Linked DNA regions of Mus musculus: region 1 is linked to region 2. A link is a contact called in public HiChIP or PLAC-seq data. All regions are on one chromosome and are shown on one strand. The core of a region is the stretch at or near the end of the contact, and the rest is flanking DNA. Distances in the headings are between cores, read along the strand shown.

What was found. HiChIP or PLAC-seq counts read pairs in DNA pulled down with a chosen protein or histone mark.
Region 1: an H3K4me3 HiChIP or PLAC-seq map of forebrain shows a contact between it and region 2, with 3 times the contacts expected there. The contact joins two enhancer-like sites. A contact is called at or near these places in 3 of 484 Hi-C or Micro-C datasets (cerebral cortex, nephron progenitors and uterus), 9 of 115 datasets of contacts at active chromatin or transcription factors (bone marrow-derived macrophages, cardiomyocytes, embryonic basal ganglia and 5 more) and 1 of 9 other capture datasets (embryonic stem cells).

The regions. Positions count from the first base shown.
Region 1 is chr14:24,732,211-24,737,621 of GRCm38.p6, reverse strand. The region is part of intron 1 of Gm31775 (a long non-coding RNA gene); the gene reads right to left. Among named protein-coding and RNA genes, the nearest start is that of Gm31838, 46 kb to the left of the region's middle. Within about 2 kb of position 4,066, at least 29 of the 459 cell types and tissues checked have an H3K27ac peak or open chromatin away from gene starts, as enhancers often do. A contact at or near this core is called in cerebral cortex and forebrain, where this site is marked.
Region 2 is chr14:24,497,535-24,503,614 of GRCm38.p6, reverse strand. No RefSeq gene overlaps it. Among named protein-coding and RNA genes, the nearest start is that of Rps24, 9.9 kb to the right of the region's middle. Within about 2 kb of position 2,909, at least 89 of the 459 cell types and tissues checked have an H3K27ac peak or open chromatin away from gene starts, as enhancers often do. A contact at or near this core is called in cerebral cortex and forebrain, where this site is marked.

The DNA.
Region 1 (5,411 bases), core at 2,817-5,316, 230 kb before region 2:
GCTGTCTCAGCATTGGGCTTTTCCATGGTGGTCTTTCTTTGCCTGTTTTCAGTGGTAAGTGGTACCTGGGCAACACAGAAGACAACAGCCAAGGGGCAGAGGTAATGGCAACTGAGCAGTGGGCAGCCCAGGTTGCAAACAGAGCAAGAGAGGAGCAGCTGAGTAGTTCTTAGGAGGCCAGGGCAGGAAGAAGAGGGCAGTAGAAGCAGAGAGATGCTCAAAGGAAGCAGAGAACTGGGATAAAGGGATAAACAATGGTAAGGAGCCAGAGAAGAGCTCTGAGTACCAGGATTGCTCCGGAGAGCTGCCAAGTCTTCAGGTCTCAGACCTCAGCCCAAAAGCTGTAACACTGGCGAGGTTAAGAGATGGGCTGGAGAGATGACTCAATGGTTAAGAGCACTGTCTATTCTTCTAGAAGTCCTGAGTTCAATTCCTAGCAACCACATGATGGCTCCCAACCATCCATAATGGGATCTGATGCCCTCTTCTGGCATGCAGGCATACATGCAGACAGAGCACTCATACATAAAATAAATAAATAAATCTTAATGTAGAAGAAAGCAAGTAAGCAAACAAGAAGATATCATTGGGCAAGGTGGTGCCTCAAAAAACTAATGCCTTAAAAAGATGGGGGGCTGGGGGGCTTACTGACCTTAACTTCTGGGATACACACATACACACACACACACACACACACACACACACACACACACACACACACGAGCACAGGCTACAATTAAGGGCTGAGGAATTCAGGTAGGTAGGCAAGGCTCTAGGCATGGCTAAAGGCTAGAAAGCCACACCTTCCTAGACCCAAAACAAAGCTCTAATACTTGTGGCTCTATGGGACCCAATACTAGAGGTCTGTGACACTGAAGGGCACCACCTACTGTACCTGCCGACACTCCCATCCACTTAAATCCCACCATCACTTCAAGAGCTTCTTGCCCACCCATGATTTCTATCTAGGTGGAGCAAAAAGCCTCCTGATTGGTCGCAGTCTGTCCCTGGTGTCTGGATCTGGAGGTGAGAAGAGAAGCATTGGCAGCTAATTTGACCACTGTCCCTTCACAAAGGACCTACCCTCGGGATGCCTGGGATCCCCTTCTGCCCTGAGAACAACCTTCTCTGTCTTTATGTTTTATCTCCTCCACAATATCCCTTTCAAGGTAAATTAGAATTTAAAGCAGTTGCTTCTCTCTTTTCCCCCCTCAAAATCCCAAGTGATATAAAATACAAGGACTTAACAGACCATGGGGGGGCGGGGAGCCGCCCACTTTACAGATGTACACCTGGACCAGAAGTGAAAAATGGCTGTCAGGACAAGAACCCAGAACTTGGTCATACCTCCTCCTATCCCAATGACACCCAACCCCCAAACCCCACAATCACTTACAGTCAGCTGCAGACAAGACTCAATCCCCAAAATATAAGAATCATTTTAGAAATTAGTAAATACGTAACAAGGAGTTTCCTCGTGCTACCAGCAGCAAAGACAATTCTATAGAAAAAACCCTCCCCAAGGAGAGTGCCGTCTGTCTGCTGTCTGTCTGTCTGTCTGAGCACATGCATGCTCATCCATGCATAATGTCATATCAGGCATTTAAAAGCATCAAAAGATCAAGTTGGGAGAATGTTAAATATGAAAAGAATGAGTGACATTTCTGGGCTGGGAATAATGACTTTAATGAGTTTACTCACCCCTGTCCCCACATCATAAGGTACAAACGCTGGGAGGGGCCGAGGAGGGGAACAGAGTAAGGAGGTGTCGTCTGTAAAAATGAGACTAACAGGTGGGCAGAGGGAGGAAATGACAAGATGGAAGGAACTATCAGTGTGAGCCATGTGTCACTGTTTCCCAGATGCCTCCCTGCCATAAAGCAGCATGGTCTCTGAGTCCAAGGAAGCAGCAGGCCTGGAGCAGGCGAGGCCACCAATAGGCTATCTATCTGGACAGAAACTATAGGTGCCTTGTAGCTGGCAGAGCACCTCTGTTAACCCTGGTCACCCAGGACAACCAGATGGGGAGTCCATAGTGGTAGTTCTTGCATGCTAAGTTCATCCAGTGAGTCGTAACAACTCTACATATGTTCTAGAGGCAATGCTGACAGCCTCCCCCAAACTATGCACTAGTATTCTAACCCATACAACAACACTACTGGGTGATGGAGTCTTTGGGTAAAGGATGAATGGGGTATGAGGGTAGAGCCATCTTAAACAGAGTTAGTGTCCTTGTTAAAGATGACAGTGAGACTCCTCAACTCTTCATATGAAGACATGACAAGCAGGCACCCTCTTTGAAGCAGCAAGTGGGTCTTCACCAGACACAAATCTGTCAATACCTTGATACTGGACTTCCAGCATCTCCAGCAATGAAAAGTCTCTGCCCTGCACTAGTCACCAAGTCTGTGCCATTTTGTTATAGCAGCAGAAAGACAGAGCTCAAGGTCACAATGCAAGCCATAAAGGCAGATAGACCACACCTCCCCATCCTAGGATGTCACTGGGAAGCTGGGGCACTGTGCAGGGGACTTAGCAGCTCTCAAAGTAGAGTTAGCTTTCTCATCCATGAGATGAACCCCACAGTGTGATTGGAGGATGACATTAGGTGACCCACACCAGTCTCTTAGATTGCTCTGATGGTCAATACTGTCACATTGACAGGATCTAAAATCATCTAGGGGGCAATCTTATGACCACACCTGTGAGCAATAATCTAGATTAATGTAACGGAGTTGGGAAGACTCACCTTAACTGAGGCAGTACCACAGAGGGTAGCTGGAATCCTGGGTAGAATCAAGGCGAAACCAAGCTAAACACCAGCATCCATTCATTGCTTTCTGATTCTGGACAATCAACAATGATGCAATGACATCAACCACCCACACCCCCTCCCCCGACTGCTAGGATGGACTACGTTCCCTAGAACCATGAGCCAAAATCAGCCCCTCTTTCTTTAAGTTGTCTTTTCCAGGTGTTTTGTCATGACAATCAGGGAAGTAACTCATGTACCTGGTCACAAAAAGAGATTTCCCTTCCCCTCACCTGCCTGTTTCCATACACACCAACATCATTCTGGGTCCAGCGTCTCATCCAGTGTTTGTTCGCAGTGACCCAGGAACTGGGAACAAGGCCCAGTTTCCCTTCACAATGGACAGACCAAGCTGCTATAGCAGGATATCTGGAAAGCAGGTGTCCAGCTCATCCTGACCTGTTGATGAAGGTCAAGTAAGGCAGGACACTGCCATGCAAAGGCAGCCACAAATCCAAGCAGCAGTGACCCATCATAGCTACGTTCCCATCACATGTTCTGTTTCCATGACCTTGCCCTCTTCCTTCAACCTGTGAAACCTTCCAACACATCCAACAACCTCAGTGGCTCTCAGCAAGAAGATCCCTAGCACTTAGGTGTGGCTGAGTTCCACCAACACAAATAGATGGCCTGCAAGAGACACAGGGGGCCTGAAGAGCCTGCTTTGTTTGCATCTCTTGGGCCAACAGGCAGTGGAAACAATAACAAAAATAATGACAGGAAAACTTCCCTGGAACTTCCTGGTGGACCAAGAATGCCACAGGAAACAGCACATTCAATCTCACATTGACTGTGCGAGATGGGTAGTGTTACTATTAGGCCCATTTTACAAGAGAGGAACTTGAGGCTCAGAAAAGTGATGTAAGCTGTCCAAGGTCACACAGTAAATAAGTGCTTTGGGTCATCTGGTTTGAAAGTCCATGTTCCAAACCTTGAACAACTTCATGGAGTCATGCTATAAAGAAGTGGCTGGAAGCCAGAATCTGGGAGGTGAGGGTTGCCAAGACCACCTAGAAAGTGAGCCGTTCATGACAGTGCTACCTTAGAATCCCCCCAGAAGAGGAAAAGTGGAGGTTGGAGCTGTGCAGGATACCCCGGATTGTTTTCATCGTCTCAGATTGCTTGCTGTTGCAGCAAAGCATTACACTAAGAGGGCCTGTGCCTTACACAGGGAGGAAGCCATGGGGTATCCACACCAAGTCCTGTAGCCAGGCTTGGAAGGGTGGCTGCAAAGGGCCCTTACTCCACCCACGAGCTAGGATGAGTCACCATAAGCTGTAAGAAGATCTCAGCACTGGGCCAGCCAGGACCAAAACAGATGACTGTCCCAGTCCTAATTATGGGCTCTAACGAGAAAACGGCAAAATGGTATCCATCTTGTTCAGTTTTTGTCTCTAGACGTGGGCTGACAGGCTGGTGCAGCGTAAGTAGACTGAGAGAAGGGAGAACAGTTGAGAACACTTGCTTGCCTTTGCCAAGGACCCAGGCTTGGTTCCCAGCCCATACATCAGTGGCTCACAACCTCCTGTAACTCCAGCTCCAGGGGATCCAACACCCTCTCCTGACCTCCACAGACACCTGCTTGCATGTAACACGCATACATGCAACCAGACACACATGCATACACATGAAATAAAATAAGTCATTTTTTAAACGAGTGAACAAAGTGGATGGGAAGAAGCCAGTGTCTCTCAGCTTTGACACTGTTGGGTTTAGGGGTGAATAACTACGAGCTGTAGGGGTGTCCTGGGTGGCAACATCTGGGTCTCTGAGGCCCTCCAGATGCAAATGTTCATCTTCTATGCTATCACATCCAAAATTGCCCCCAGGACCCTCTCTCACATGTAAAACAAAATCCTAAGCTTATGTCACTAACTGAAAGAGGAACCCCAATATTTATCTATATGTCCAGTGGGCAGGGGTTGTCCCAGCACCAGAAGCTCGGAAGGGCAGAAAGGATGCTGAGCAGCTTCGGAGCTCTGTGATGAGAGGGGAGAATGGAGTTGGCGTTGGGTTGGCCTGGTGGTGGTGGTGGTGTTGGAGTAACGTTAACAGCAGACCACAGACCACAGGGCAGGCATGACTGAGAAGGTGAGAGGAGATTCAGACCAGACACCAGCCAGGGACAAAATAAAATAAAATAAAAGCCCAAGGCTCGGTAGATTGAACAACAGAAATCCCCATGCAGTTCTTGGATTCTTTGACAGGTGGCCTTGCAAAGCTGCCCCCTCTCTCAGCTTTGAGGCCAGCTCCGTGAAGTGTATTCTCCCACCCAGGAGGGCTGTGGATCAAGGTGGTCTTAGCAGATCTTCTCGGATGAATTAGCTGGTGACATTGAAGCTATAAATCAGCTTTCTTATTATCACACACACACACACACACACACACACACACACACACGTGTGTGTGTGTGCACTTCCCTACACTGATTTGTTTGTTTCTGAAAAATCCTTTCCACCCACACTGAGCTGGGATTACAAGAGATAGGACTGACTCAGCCATTTCCCTGTCTCTAGCATAAAAAGCTCTAAAAAGAATAATTTAAGCTTCTCTGGAGTGAGGTCATTTAATGAATCTTCTCAATGCTAAGAGGTTTTAT
Region 2 (6,080 bases), core at 1,660-4,159:
CATGGTGTCTCTTCACAGCAATAGGACAGTTAACTATGTAGTGAGTTCAAAACCAACTTGAATCATACAATGAGATCTTATTTCAAACAAACAAATGAACAAACAAACAAACAAACAAAACAGGGCTGGTAATGTAGCTCACTTGGTAGAGTGCTTGCCTAGCATACATGAAGCCCAAGGTTTGCTCTCCAGCACATAAAACAAGATGATGGTGGGCTATAATCTCAGCACTTGGGAAGTAGAGGCAAGAGGGTTGGTAGTTCAAGGTTGTCTTCAGCTACATATCCAGTTAGAGGCTAGCCTGGATAACAAAAATGCCAAAACCATAATTAACTTATCCCTTCACACTCTGGCAGCTAAAATCAATACTACGGATAACTAACAAGTGTTGGAGAAGATGTAGAGAAACTGGAGCATAAAGCTTGCTCGTGTTCTGGCGTGATTTTTCTCGCACCAATCCCAGAGAAGCCCCCAGCGCTGTTTTTCAGTTCTTCGCTAAATACTTGTCAGTTTTCTAATAAAGGGTTTAATAAAAACCCCTTGTGTTCCAGAGGCCTTTGGTCAAAAAGACCCTAAAACAAGCATCCATTGTTTTCCTTCTGCCACAGCAAAGACTGGCACTGGTCCCTAAGCCATTCTCCTTTGATGGTTTAGGCTAGAGCTGATCTATGTGCAGAAGGTATGACTTCTCCCAGATGTGCTGGGGCTGGGGGAGATGGGGCCTTCAGCTAGTCATCCACAGCCAAGTTCTCCTCAGACCTCTTATGCTGAGCATCTGTCCCTTGTCTAACTCTTAGCCCACTTGTGATTTGCACAGGCCATACCACAGCACCCATATGAGATAATGAAGGAGGGAAACCATTGCTGACACTAGAGAACTGCTGCATCCACCAAGCCTTTGCCCATGAGTGCTATGTGTGCTGCCTACTCAAGGCTGTTTATACCGAGTCAAAGTTACTAGCAGCCAAGACCTCCAGTCTACTGAATCTATGGCATAGGAAGTACCAAGGTTGTGATGTCAAGCCTCACCCTCCCAGGGGCCGCCTCTGTGCTAATGATAGACTGTGTGGGAAGACACAGGACAAGGAGGTAGAGAGAATGGAAAAGGTACCACGGAGCTTCATGAACTCAGTGGCTGGGGTGTAGCTCAGATAAAGCATTCTCTCTTCCTGCTTGCTCCATCCCAGCACCACAAGCAAGTATGTATTGAGGGGATGTCTATGTGTGTGGCGAAGGGGGGGATGTCAATGTTTGTGTATGTATTAATGCACCTGAGCGTCTTCAAATGACACATGCTGTCAGGAGGGGCATGAGCTATGGGTAAAGCAGCCTGAAGCCCAGTCCCCTCCTTACCATTAACAAATTGAGAGACCTCAGCAAGTCACTGATACGCTCCACACTTCTGTGGAGGTACTAGATGAGCCAAAAGAGGCCCTCTGGCCGGGCATGGTGGTGCACGCCTTTAATCCCAGCCCTCGGGAGGCAGAGGCAGGCAGATTTCTGAGTTCGAGGCCAGCCTGGTCTACAGAGTGAGTTTCAGGACAGCCAGAGCTACAGAGAAACCCTGTCTCGAAAAACCAAAAAACAAAACAAAAACAAAAAACAACAACAACAACAAAAGAGGCCCTCTGCTTCTCTGGGAAATCAGGTAGTTATCTGGCTTAACCTGTACCCTCTACTGTGGAGAGTTATGACTCAGTGGTCTTGCTGGTGGGGTGGGCAGTTTCTAACCAAATGCTGTGTATCATCAGACACGGTGGGAGTCAGCAGAAGGCTGGAATCTCCCTTGGTATTGGATACTTCTATAGGCTCATATTGGCCAATGCCAGAGGCTCAATGCCTAACTCGGCATTCAACTTCTTCAGTGCGCAGCCACTATAGACATAAGATACCAGTCCTTTGTATTAAGGAGGGAAATGCTGAAGTCACTGTGAGACAATGTATTTTCTGAAGAAACACGTGCAGCCAAGAGGAGACCATGATGTAAATCTTTCCTTCTTCCAAACACACAGAATAGAAATCTATATAGAGGCAAATCCTGGGTGTCTAAGGACCTGAAAAAAAAAAATCCAATTTGGTAGGTTCCACCTTACTGCCTTGCAAGTCCCTGGAAAGGCTTACTGAAACGTACACCAGAGATGGATGTCATGTCACAGCCCCTGCAGTGTCCTTGCACCACATGCCTTTCAGAGTCTGAGCTGGGCTCTTCCCCGGCCCCCTGGGGCAGGACTTGTATGTTGTTATCTGCATGTGTGTATTTACACTTATTTTTAAAAGCAGAGGATCTATAAGCCTGACGCTTCTTCTGTAGGAGGGGAGGATAGACCAGGAGACAGAAAGGGGGGTTGTCGGCTTCCTCCTTTCTTCCCTAGGGCAGGATTTTTAGACATGGAGAGAAAGAGGGGCTGAGAGCCACCTAATGAAAGCTACTCCCTTCAATCTCCTGGGAAACTGGGGCCCAGAGGTGAAGGAAAACTGCCCCAAACCACAAAATGAAGACTCGAAATTGGCTCCTGTTCCCATCTAAACAAGACAACACTATGACACGGAAGCACGTTGAACGCTGAGCCATAATCGGCTACTGGGGTTCTAGTGCTCTGCCCTCCAAAGGAACTGTAAGCTGCCTGGCTGGGCAGCTACAAAAGGGGAATGTTGTTTGCAGAGGATCTTCAGAGACCTTGCCCCACGGATGGGTAGGCATCGCCATGCACATGTGAACAGCAGCAAGCCCTCCAGGTTCAGTTTCACCACGAGGGCTGAATCCTGTAAACAAGATTACCACCCCGGCAGACCTTCCCGGAAGAAGAAAGGCTGACCCCTCAGCTAATCTGGCAGCAGGCTTTCTTCAGGCTTCCCGAGAGCAGCAGCAGCAGCCGCCGGGACAACAAAGCCGGCGATTCCAAGCCTGAATCCACAGTGCCCCCTCGTGGAAGACAGCCGCAGGGACCACTTTTATTCCACCAAGGAAGGTTCAGTATTATGGCTATCAAAAGCATCCATTGCTGGCCCCCACAGTTGTCTCCTCCCCCAATACCCTTAACTTTACTCCGCGCCAAATGTACCTGCCAGGCTTGCTAAAACCCAGGTAACTGGGCTCCACTCTCACTTTCCAGTAGTTGACTGAGTACGGTCCGGAAATTTGCAGATCTAATAAGTTAGCAATTGGTGCTGTGGCTAGAGTGAATACCCATGACCTTCCTTAGCTACTCTGGCTCATTAGGCTGACTATTTAGCTCCCTGTAAACCTCAACATCTTCATCTGCAAAATGGGCTTATTTGTGCCTCCCTCCTAGACTCAGATCCCAGTATAATCTCAATAAATCTGTTCATGTGTTTATCACATGTATATATTTACACGTGCATGCACATATGGAGGCCAGAAGTAGACCTCAGATCTCCTCTCATCATTTAGGCTTAGGCTGGAAAGCGTCCCAGAAATCTGCCTGTGGCTTTCCTGGCACTAGGGTTACGGGTATCCGCTTCAGCCCAGCTCTTCTGTAGGCGATAGGGATTTAAACTCAAGTCCTCACAAGTGCAAGAACTTTATCCACTAAGCATCTCCCTAGTTTTGTGCCCGGAATGTTTATTAGCAGTAGTTGTAGTATTATCATTCATCCACAAGCTTCTCTTGGACAAGACCTGTCACATCGAGAGACATCGGCAGAAAAGACCTTTGTGAACTTTGAGTCCAAGCCTCAAAGCTGTTAAATTTTCAGATGAATGAATGCTCCCACTCCGAGCTACAAAGTGAACACAGGTGAACAGCTGAGTATTTTTAACAAAGCCTCACTACTCAACCCTGCTCTTGTACCTGCTATAGAGGGAGGGGTGGGAGCCCTCTGTTCCCCAACAGCTCCTGCTGCTGGACGCTGAGGAGCAGGAACCGGGCCGGGCCGTTTCCCAGTACACTGCTCAAATACCCGCTCATCAGCCCTCTCCAGCTGTAATCTTCCCATCGTGCCTGATGAGCAGTCAAACGGCTCAAGTATTCTGTGTGGAAAAACTCAGCGTGTGACAAGGACACTCCACTTACTGTTCAATCTCTAATTCTCCACATTTCTTTTACTCAACCAAAATAATGAATGAGAAAAGTCCTCAGCCTGGCACACGGGGTCTTCCTGGGGTTGTTCCCTGCTGACCTTTGGGGGGGGGGGGGGGCGGCTTGCTCCATCAGGTCTTATCCTCCCACTCCCAGCCTGAAGACTATGGGAGACAGGGCCTCAGGTCTGGCATAGGAGGAAAGTCTGGAGAACGGAGGAACAGCTGTGTAGTGCTTTGGGACTCAAGAATTTGTGCTGTCCACATTGATAACCCAGAGTCAGCCAGCTATCTTTGCTGGTCTGAGGTCTGTTCAGAATGGGATTTCTCCTGTAAAAACAGCAGGAGTTAAGGGCAACTGTCTGAAGCCACCTAAACAAATTCAGGATTTCCATCTTTCCCCTGCCCCACCACAGAACGGCCACTCCCTCACGCACCTGCTTAATCATTTTTCATGGCCTTGAATGTGACTCTGCTCTTGAATTTGAGCCAGATCACATCACTTAACCCCATGACCTCCGGAAACCTTCCAGGATCCACGGCCTTACACCAAGTTTGGCTGTGGACTGCCACAATGTCCCAACCTGCTAGCTACTCCAGGAGCCAGACCACAAGATCCTCTATTGGCTTCTTTCCTCCCCAGGTGCCAGATCAGGGACTGGCAGGGCACAGTTAACTTGGTAAATGGGTAATGTGGTTGGCTAGGCTACCTATATTCAGTATCCCTATGGCAGATGGCACCTCACTGACCAATGTCATGCCCAAAAGAAAGCAGCTTGGTGACTGAACATACAGTACTACCTTGGAGTCACAAAACTGCGTCCTAATCCCACCCTCACATGGTACCTCCCCAACCTAAACTACTGGTTGTCAGACCTCACCAGCATCCTTCCAGGTAAATTGTAGACCACTGTGCCCATAATGTACCACTTATAACCCACCTGCCTCAGCTCCAGGAGTTTGGTATAAGTCTTCTTGGACCAAATTAAAATTCTACTTTGGCAAGGAAGGAAAGCAATGAAAGACAACTGAAAGCTACACACACAGGATACTGGGGCAATCTAAAAGCAGCCCCCAACACCACAACGGAGACACTACACTTGCAGAACCATCTCCAGCCTTTCTTCCCACCCTTGATGGTTTCTACATGGAAGGAAGCTCACACACCACACATCAAGTAGGCACAAGGTCTGGAGTTTTGAGCCTTGTGCTCTCGTTCTCATTAATTTCCAGCTAGTGCTAGGCTGGAGGGGCGGTGCATGGGCCTTTTCTGTAGTAAGATCACTTAGTAAGTCACCCTCATGTCAATTGTAATGAGACACGATCAACTTAGATCAACTTTGCATTCTTATAAAGGCTTGCCCAAAGCAGAGCGCGTTATCATAGTTATCAGGGCTGTGCTACAGCTCCCAACACTCCCAAGCTCAGTAGCACAATTGCACACAAACTAGTTCCCCTCAGCCTCACAGTTCTGCCATCCTGAGCCTCAAAATAACTTGATTCAGAATGTCTGAACAGGTACCCTTCAAAGCCCTCGATCTGACATGAACCCAAACATCCAGAGGAATTCAAAGTAGCAGAGGGGACAGACTGATGAGAGTGCTAACTGGCTAGGCAGAGGCTGGTTGCCCACTCAGGCTGCCTACAACCATCACATAGGAAGGTGGACCACAGTGGCTTCAGCTATTTCAAAAATACCCTCTATCAAGGAACACTTACAGGTAGGTAGCCAGTGTGACTTGTTTCTCTGGAGAGCCTGGCCCATGCCTGGAGCTCAGGAAGCATGCCTGTACAACTGTCCCTGCCCACACCAGCCACAGAAAAGGCCCATGCACTTCCTTGCCCCAGCTAGTTATCATCTTTGACACCTGACTTTTAAGAAAACTGGTTTGTCTGGGCACAGGCCTTTAAATCTTACCACTCAGGAGGTAAATCTCTATGCTGCACTCCTTTCAACAGACCAGCTATGTAACTTCCTGCCAACAGCAGTCTCTCCTGTACCCACAGGTTGCTCCTCTGCTCCCATACTCTAACTAAGCAAC